Regions from separate parts of the Rattus norvegicus genome. Here region 1 is linked to region 2. A link is a contact called in public Hi-C data. All regions are on one chromosome and are shown on one strand. The core of a region is the stretch at or near the end of the contact, and the rest is flanking DNA. Distances in the headings are between cores, read along the strand shown.

Region 1 (4,320 bases), core at 569-3,068, 930 kb after region 2:
CTGTGCCACGAATTCAGAGCTGATTCTAAGTTGGACTCCTCTGTCGCTAGCCTGATGAAAATCAATTTATCATCATATTAGGAAAGGTCTGTTTTTACTAGAATCCCAGTGTTCAGATCTTGGGGAAAAGGGTGATTATGGAACTCAGTTATTCTATATTCTAAATACTTTCTGCCATGTGTATGCTCTTTGAGACAAGGTCTGGTACAGCCGGGGCTGTCCTGGAATTCTTTTTTTTTTTTTTTTTGGTTCTTTTTTTCGGAGCTGGGGACCGAACCCAGGGCCTTGCGCTTCCTAGGTAAGCGTTCTACCACTGAGCTAAATCCCCAGCCCCCCTGGAATTCTTAAGTATCAGTGGATGACCTTGAACTCCCGATCTTCCTGATGGCACCTCCCAAGTACTGAGGTAACAAACGGGGACCAGCCGACAGGATTTTGATTATGTTTCACCATCAGTACCCATCTTCCTTCTTAGTCTCTTGAATGTCATGCCGCTTTTACTAGAAGTGGCATTTGCATTAGGAAGGAACTCAGGTTAGAATCCACAGAGGGCTCAGGACACACATCAGTGGTTTATAATCACACACTCACCAGCCACTAACACAAGCCCATGGGGTTCCCGAAGCACAGAAGAGGTGGACAATTGAGATTTGGAAAGAAAGATCAGGGGTGGGGCTTGAGGTAGGTGCAGCAGCTCCACTCTCCTTTGCCACCCCCTTCTCTTTTCCTTAGTCTTCTAGGCCCATTTGCTTCAAGTAGCACAGGCTGCAGATAAAATGAGTAAGAAAACAAGGAGGTGGGTCAAAGGAACCCATCTATCCTTTGGAAATTGTGGAAAACAAACATTTAGAAAGTGAAGTCAATCCCATCCTGTATTCACCATGATCGCCCTATACAAAAATCATACAAAGTCTCTTATTGAGGTAATTATGGGCCACTGCCTTGGCTTTCCACAGAAAATCTTGTTTGGCCTACCCAGGATTTATAGGGGAGCTGAAATCATTAAATAACTAGTTAACCTCTGTTTGGCAAAAAGAGTAAGCAATTACTGAAAAGGGGGAAAAACTGCCTTTCACAAACAGCACAGATAGCATCCTGAAGGGATTTACACAATACACCAACGTCTGTTCTGAACATGGAGTTGTTAAAATAATTGTGATGACAGGTGTCTAGGTGCCACTTTCTTAATGGTTTTCAATATCCATTGATTTATTATTGTGGCTCCCCCCACTTACATCTCTAGCTTTAAGAAGGAGCTAAGAAAAGAGATTTTGCACCAAAGGCTGATTCTTTATTCCTGGGCTGAAAAGAACTAATAAAAATAATCACTCGGCTTTTAAGCAGAAAGCTTCCATTTACAGTATTTCACCCTTACCCCCCCTCCAAGCCCCTTGTTATCTAACATAATGGCTAGAATACATTTCCGTCTCTCCCCTTAATAACTTCATGCATTAACATCCTCTTCACACACGCGCGCGCGCGCGCACACACACACACACACACACACACACACACACACACACACAGGCACGCACGCGCGCGCGCGCGCCCAGCAAAAGGGGGGAAAAGAGGCAGCAGAAATCTCAGCTGTACTTCTAGCCCTTTTAAAAAGTTTGCTCTGTAAATTGGAATGAGGTCAGATTTGGAGCTTCTCATTGCACGCGGAGATTATTATTGCATCGGGTTCCAAGCCAATGGGAAGGACGGGGGAGGGGCTTGGCACGAGGAAGCGTTAGTTACAGCGGCTGATTGGCTGTCTGCGAAAGGATAAAGAAGCGCGAGGCGGAATTGGGGTCTGCTCTAAGCTGCAGCCAGAGAAACAGAGTGAGGGAAAGAGGGCCGTCTCCCTCCCGGTTTCCAGTTCTTGCACGCTGTTTCTTAGAGAGTCTGCAGTGGGGGAACTCTGCCGGTAACCAGCTCTCCTTCTTGCAGGAGGGAGGGAGAAACATACATTTATTCATGCCGGTCTGTTGCATGCAAGCTTCTTGGCTTCCTACCTTGCAACAAAATAATTGCACCAACTCCTCAGCACCGATTCCGCCCACAGAGAGTCCCGGAGCCAGAGTCGCTTTGGCTTTGCTCTGCAGGAAAGGGACTTAGGCGCTAGAGACGATGTCGCTTTCCTGAGCTACCGCGAGCTCTCGTGAACTGCAATCGACTGCTTCAGGGGAAAGGGGTGGGGGAAAGACTTGCCCCGGAGGCGGCGAGAAACTTGCGTTTGGAAGATACTCCGGCTACCAACGTTTGGAGAAACTCCTCGCCGCGGCCGACTCCAGCCTCGGTGCCCGCAGGGAGAACTTCAGCGGTGAGGGAGGACGGAGGGCCTCGGAGACTCTAGGTTGGCGGCGGGAGGCGGCCGCCCCTGGCCCGCGCGCTGCTCAGGGGACCCTGGTCTCCGCCCCGGGGAGCCCGCAGGGCCCGGCGACCGCGCCGCGAGCGTGTGAGCGCGCGTGGGCGCCCGGCAAGCCGGGGCCATGGTACAACAGACCAACAACGCGGAGAACACGGAGGCTTTGCTGGCTGGGGAGAGCTCAGACTCGGGCGCCGGCCTGGAGCTGGGCATCGCGTCCTCCCCGACGCCCGGCTCCACGGCGTCCACGGGTGGCAAGGCGGACGACCCTAGCTGGTGCAAGACGCCCAGTGGCCACATCAAGCGGCCCATGAACGCCTTTATGGTGTGGTCGCAGATCGAGCGGCGCAAGATCATGGAGCAGTCGCCCGACATGCACAACGCCGAGATCTCCAAGCGGCTGGGCAAACGCTGGAAGCTGCTCAAGGACAGCGACAAGATCCCGTTCATCCAGGAGGCGGAGCGGCTGCGCCTCAAGCACATGGCTGACTACCCTGACTACAAGTACCGGCCGCGAAAGAAGGTGAAGTCGGGCAACACGGGCGCGGGATCGGCGGCCACAGCCAAACCTGGGGAGAAGGGCGACAAGGTCGCCGGCGGCAGCGGCCACGCGGGAAGCGGCCACGCGGGGGGTGGCGCGGGCGGCAGCTCCAAGCCCGCGCCCAAGAAGAGCTGCGGCCCCAAGGTGGCGGGCAGCTCGGTCGGCAAGCCCCACGCCAAGTTCGTCCCGGCGGGCGGCGGTAAGGCGGCTGCATCGTTCTCTCCGGAGCAGGCCGCCCTGCTGCCCCTGGGGGAGCCCGCGGCCGTCTACAAGGTGCGGACTCCCAGCGCGGCCACCCCGGCCGCCTCCTCCTCGCCGTCCAGCGCGCTGGCCACCCCCGCCAAACACCCTGCCGACAAGAAGGTGAAGCGCGTTTACCTGTTCGGAAGCCTGGGCGCTTCGGCATCCCCGGTCGGGGGCCTGGGAGCGAGCGCCGACCCCAGCGATCCACTGGGGTTATACGAAGATGGGGGCCCGGGATGCTCGCCCGATGGCCGGAGTCTGAGCGGCCGTAGCAGCGCAGCATCATCGCCCGCCGCCAGCCGATCGCCCGCTGACCACCGCGGCTACGCCAGCCTACGTGCAGCCTCGCCCGCCCCGTCCAGCGCGCCCTCGCACGCGTCCTCGTCGCTCTCCTCATCCTCCTCCTCTTCCTCGGGCTCTTCGTCGTCCGATGATGAGTTCGAAGATGACCTGCTCGACCTGAACCCCAGCTCAAACTTTGAGAGCATGTCCCTGGGCAGTTTCAGCTCCTCATCCGCGCTTGATCGGGACCTGGATTTTAACTTCGAACCCGGCTCAGGCTCCCACTTCGAGTTCCCGGACTATTGCACGCCCGAGGTGAGCGAGATGATCTCGGGAGATTGGCTGGAGTCCAGCATCTCTAACCTGGTCTTCACCTACTGAAGGGAGCGCGGGCCGGGGAGAAGGAGGGCCAAGAGGCAGGAGAGGAGAGAGGAAGACAAAAAACAAAACAAAACAAAAATTAAAAAAAAAAAAAAGAAGAAAGAAGCAGGAAAAAAAAGAGGAAAAAAGAATAGATGGAGAGTGGAAGGAGAAAGGAGAAAAGAAAAGGAAGGAAAAAAAGTGCATAGGGCTGGCCTGAACCATGTCCCGCCGTTGGAGAAGGAGCGCGGGGGCGTAGTGGACCCGTGCTCCCATCCCCCACTCTCAGGGCTGGGGACTCGAGGAGGCGGAGAGTAGACAGGGGCGACCTTTTTTTGTTGTTATTGATGTTGGTGGTGGCTAAAAAAGCTACATCGAGTTTCCTCCCCAATTTTGCTTGAAGAGACTCCCCCTCCCCTTCCAACGAGCTTCCGGACTTGGTTGCACCCCCAGCAAGAAAAGAAGCCAAGCTAAGCTTCTAAAGACCGAAGGAATCTTGCCCCCCCCCCTCGCCTTGGTGATTTCTTTTTTGATTTTATTTTGC
Region 2 (4,654 bases), core at 1,978-4,477:
TGTGTGTGTGAGGATGTATGTGCATGTGTATGTGTGTGCACGCATGAGTGGGTGCGTGAGTGAGTGGGTGAGTGAAGGAGTGAGTGTGTGCTGTGTTTTGGTCTGTGCATGATGAGTGTGCAGATGTCTGCAGATGTCAAAGGCATCAGATCCCCTGGAGCTGGAGTTGTGAGCCTGCCTGAGGTGAACGCTGGGAACCCAACCCAGGTTCTCTGCAAGAGCAGTGTATGCTCTTAAATGCTGAGCTGTTTATCCAGCCTCTGATGCACAAGTGTGACCCAAGTGTGATTGTACAAGTGATGGTCTTCTGTCCAGTCAGAGGTGTCTGTGCTTGTTTCTCCCTTGTACACTTACTGGAAGTGAGAAAGCACAGACTACTTACCCAGCTTTTTTTGTGAGATGGGTGCCCTTGTTTTGGGTCAGAAGTACAGGACCTTGCAGGTGCCTTTATCTTTCAGCTTTTATGTTTCTTCTCCCCAAATCACTTTTTATTACTATCCCTTAAAACTGACGATATTGGCACCTTATTCCATTACACCCCGTTCTCACCCTGACAGGATAGTCACCTGTGTGCCATTTCAGGAGTGGCGATGCCTCTGGCTGCAAGAGTGGTTTGTTCTTGTGTTTGTGGGAACAGATGTACTTCTCAGCAGATCTTCACTCTTCTTGCTGCCTTTGTTGATGCCAGTGACAGGGTGCACATGTGATGTGCCTGAATTGCTTAACAATGCACAGTTAAGGGGGCGGTTGGTTCCAGTGGATTCTGACTGACCGACAGCCCTCTAGAAATTCTCCTCCAGGATCGTGGTCTTGTGAGGGGAGAGCTGTCTGAGAAGTGAAAGGCTTGCCTTCTGACCTGGATGCTTTGGAGGACATGCTTGCTCCAGACTTCCTGTAGCATGGGCGGTGCTGTTATTAGTATGAGTCTAGCTCCTTCATCTCTTCTTGGAGATGGCAAACTCTGGGCTTGGTAAATAACAAAGGGTTAGTTTCCTGCACGACTTTATGTTTACAGACTCTGGTAGGAAAAATAGAAAAAAAAAAAACCAAAAAAATGCACTAAAAACAAAATAAAACCTTTATTCCCAGAAATGGACAAAATCAGCTAAGTGTTTAAAACATGTGTTAACAAATTCCATCTCAAGCCATACATCCAGGCTGTCTGGATTCAAATTTGTATCTCAGGCTGGAGTGGGAGTAGTCAAAGGTGCTACTGTACTAGCAATATTTCCTCCAAGTAGTTCAGTCAAACAACATTATATGTTTGTGTGATTCAGAGATCGGCTGTGCGGAGTTTTGCCTGTCTTCTGTAGCTGTCTCGTAATAATGTGCTAATTTATGCTGATGATCTTACCTCATGACCCTTCTGTGTGGCCTAGATATGTTAATACGCTATAGCTTTTTAATTTCAATCATCCGTGTTGGCTGAATCTGCTTGTTAGCGCCCACTACCATTTATACTAGTCTGTGTCAAGGCCTGGTAGAGGACAAGAAAAATGTATCTCAGAATCAATTTCTTTAAGCATGCATTAGTAATGGAAGAAATTATAAGATAGACATAATTTTAATAAGACTGTTATGTCTGAACATTCATTGCGAATAGTAAGTATTCTTACTACCGTCAGCTTTTAATTAAGAAAGGGAGTCGGGTCATTGGCTTTATTAAGCAAAGGCTCATGACCATCTTTTGATTTTTTTTTTTTTTTAATGTCTGAGAGGAAGTATCCAAAACAGAAAAGTAGGTATCACAGGCAGTTTTACAGAAGCTAGCGCTCCTTGGTTATACCTATGTCTCTAGTCCTTAACCGTGAGTCATGTATTTAAATACTGCACAGTGTATGGTGGAGAAATTGAGAACTCTATGTAGAGAAAGAGTCAAGCTGACCAAAGTTTAAATAGCTAAGTCTGTTACAGTGAAAATTCCGTAGGGGAAATTTATAGATCTTAAATACATTTTCTTACATTTTTGTCAACAGAATATTTTTATCTTTATTATAGAAAATATACTTAGGATATTTCTTCCTTATATTTAGCCTTTTATATGGTAGGAACAGTATCTACTGTTCTGTTGAGTTCTGCCCTAAAACTGTTTCTTCTCCAGCCTTTGGATCAACTTTTGTTCTTAAGGATACTGATAAATCCAAACACCGATAAAACCTGGAGAATGTTGTCATAGAAATGATTCTGGCTTCTCTAGGCCCATGACTCTTCATGTCAGGAATGGTTCTAGGGCTGTTACAATGACCAGTAAATGGCTGGCAGACATTAGCCTTTAGGCTCTAATGAAGAAACTTCCCATCTATGATGTCTTAGACTCCAGTACCTTACATGCACTGACCATGCTAATGAAATTTGAATCAAGCATGTATTTAATGGCTTTTGATCAATTTAGATGTCTTTTAGTTGTCTATGTTTCCCTCCTGTGTATCTTTGTCTGTGGTGAGTGTTAATTAGGAAGCGAGGTAAACTCTGATGGCTTCTTTGGGTAGTCAGCGAGTCAGACAGCAGTGATTTTTATCAGAGAAATATGTGGGATTAGGTGTCAGAGGATATGGAGTCTTGTTCCAAAAATGGCTGGTAGTCAGTGAACATCCTCATCTTTTCTCAGGTTTTTAATTCTCACAAATGAATCATGTTGACTATGGCAGAAGTGAGAGGCCGGGTACACCATGTAACTTTGTCTGAGGTGAAGCCCTTGATTAGAACTGTCAGGTGTGAAGCTCTGTTTGAACTTTTCTTACTCTTCCCTTCCCTGCCCTGTCCCACGCAGACCCCACTCAGGTCCTTCTTTTACAGTGCCGTGGCCTCCAGCCTCTCTTTCCCACCTGTTTGTGCTTTGCTCTTACTGGGACGCACCCGAGTAAAGAACAGTCTTCTCCTTTTGTGTTCCTAGCACCCACTGTATTTTGCCTACAATATGTACTTGATTAGGATTTAATGGTTTATGTCAATATTCATGCCATTTTATGGGAAGCAAACAGAGCTTGCTCTGTATGTGTTTTCTCTTTCTTGTGCTGCTCTTGTCCCTTGTTAGGTACAAAGCAAGGGATGACATGCTACCACCTGAACAGACAGGGTTTAGCATCTTTGTAGTCTGTATTTAGTTATTAAGTTTTCGAGGCCCTTTCTTCCAGCAAACCAGTGAAATGGCTTTGTCCGTACCTTTCAGATGTGATTCATAGGCTCTGGTGACCATGAGTCAGTAAAAAGGCACATGCTCTTTGCTACTTTCCTCCGTTGGCTCTTTTCCTCTTTTTACTTACTGGTGACTCCTTGGCGCATCTGGCCAGTGTTGGGTGTTTCTTTCTGACTTACCATTTCTTCTGTACCTGCCAAACAAATGCTTTTACTCTGGTCAGGAGCATTTCCAGTGAGTTAGTTTTACTGTTGGCGTAGTCATGGACCACCTGATAAATCCCAGTGTGTCACACTAATGAGTGCTGACTGCCAGTCACCAGATTGTTTGGTTTGGGGATATCTTACTGATGGTTTTGAGTGTAGAAAAAATTTCTTTTCTGATTGTAAAATTAACCTCCAAATAATACATTTTTCACCCATAGCTGTTTTTGTGTGGTTCAAGTTTCTAGAAAGAGTGATATATTGAACTTAAATCTGTATGTAGGGGGGAGGGGAGAAAAAGCAAAGGCATAGTGTTAGATTGTACAGGAATGACCAACTGGCCCTGTGGCCTTAGTGACACTGTCCAATGTTCCTGAACCACAGGTTATTCATAAATAAGATGAACACATGAAGTCCAGTGCGCCTCAGACTCTTTATAGATTCATTTATTCACTAGGTATGCATGGATCGCAGGCCTGTGCTGTGTATTCAACCAAGGAGACAAATCTGGTCTTACCCTTGCAAGAAGACTTCCATCTCCCCTCTGTCCGTCCACCTGCCCTTCTCCCTGCTTGCTGGTTTGGTCAGTGGGTAGATAAGGAGCAAATGAAGCAATGTGAAGTGATTCATGACAAATTCATGGGCTCTTGTCTTATGTACAAAATGACTGACCTTTTTTTTTTGTGAACATAAATGGTCTATAGATACAATAGCTGATATTTGCTTTAATGTTATTAAAATGAGGTGGATTATCTAGTAATGGCAAATTAATTAGGTGCTTTTTAAGTGAGAAGGTGGAAGACTTGGCTGTTATAAGTTTAGGTGCAGTGTATATAAAACAGGAAAAGGATTTATTCTTGACATTGAAAAGCAACTTAAAGAAAAGCACAAGATCTGGGTAGTTATTCATACAGCTGTGGGTGCTGAATATCAGAAGTAAGTTTATTTTGGGGAAAATCATCTTTGGTATAAGTCAGGCCTCTTATTTTGAACATTTTACCTTTATTCTGGAGAACTGAAATTTATTATGTTACAAATGGGAAAATTAATTTGAATGGAGTTAATACAAAGGAATAAAATATCATTTAATTGAGAAATAGGGTAAGGTCTCCAAAATGAGGACACATTTCTTACTTGTACTCGTCTGAAGGAAGCCCGGGTTTGTACAGGTTTGTACAGGTTAGTTCAGGTTTGTACAGGTTTGTACAGGTTAGTTCAGGTTAAGTTCAGGAGAGTTTAGCTGTGGGCAGATGCCAGGTTGGTGTCGAACAGTTCAATTCTCTGACTTCTCCGAAGACACTGATGAGGGCAGCTA

The links. A called contact is a pair of places that touch in the nucleus more often than the background predicts.
Region 1: a contact with region 2 is called in a Hi-C map of the A7r5 cell line, with 12 times the contacts expected there. The contact joins the promoter of Sox4 here to the enhancer-like site in region 2. A contact is called at or near these places in 12 of 12 Hi-C or Micro-C datasets (the A7r5 cell line, the Rat2 cell line, Schwann cells and 7 more) and 1 of 1 datasets of contacts at active chromatin or transcription factors (oligodendrocytes).

The regions. Positions count from the first base shown.
Region 1 is chr17:35,874,480-35,878,799 of GRCr8, forward strand. It overlaps Sox4 (SRY-box transcription factor 4), which reads left to right and starts at 1,819. Exons shown (of 1, transcript NM_001271205.1): 1 at 1,819-4,320. The coding sequence starts at 2,475. The coding sequence ends at 3,797.
Region 2 is chr17:34,946,609-34,951,262 of GRCr8, forward strand. The region is part of intron 4 of Cdkal1 (CDK5 regulatory subunit associated protein 1-like 1); the gene reads left to right. Among named protein-coding and RNA genes, the nearest start is that of Cdkal1, 22 kb to the left of the region's middle. Within about 2 kb of position 3,228, at least 5 of the 93 cell types and tissues checked have an H3K27ac peak or open chromatin away from gene starts, as enhancers often do. A contact at or near this core is called in the A7r5 cell line, where this site is marked.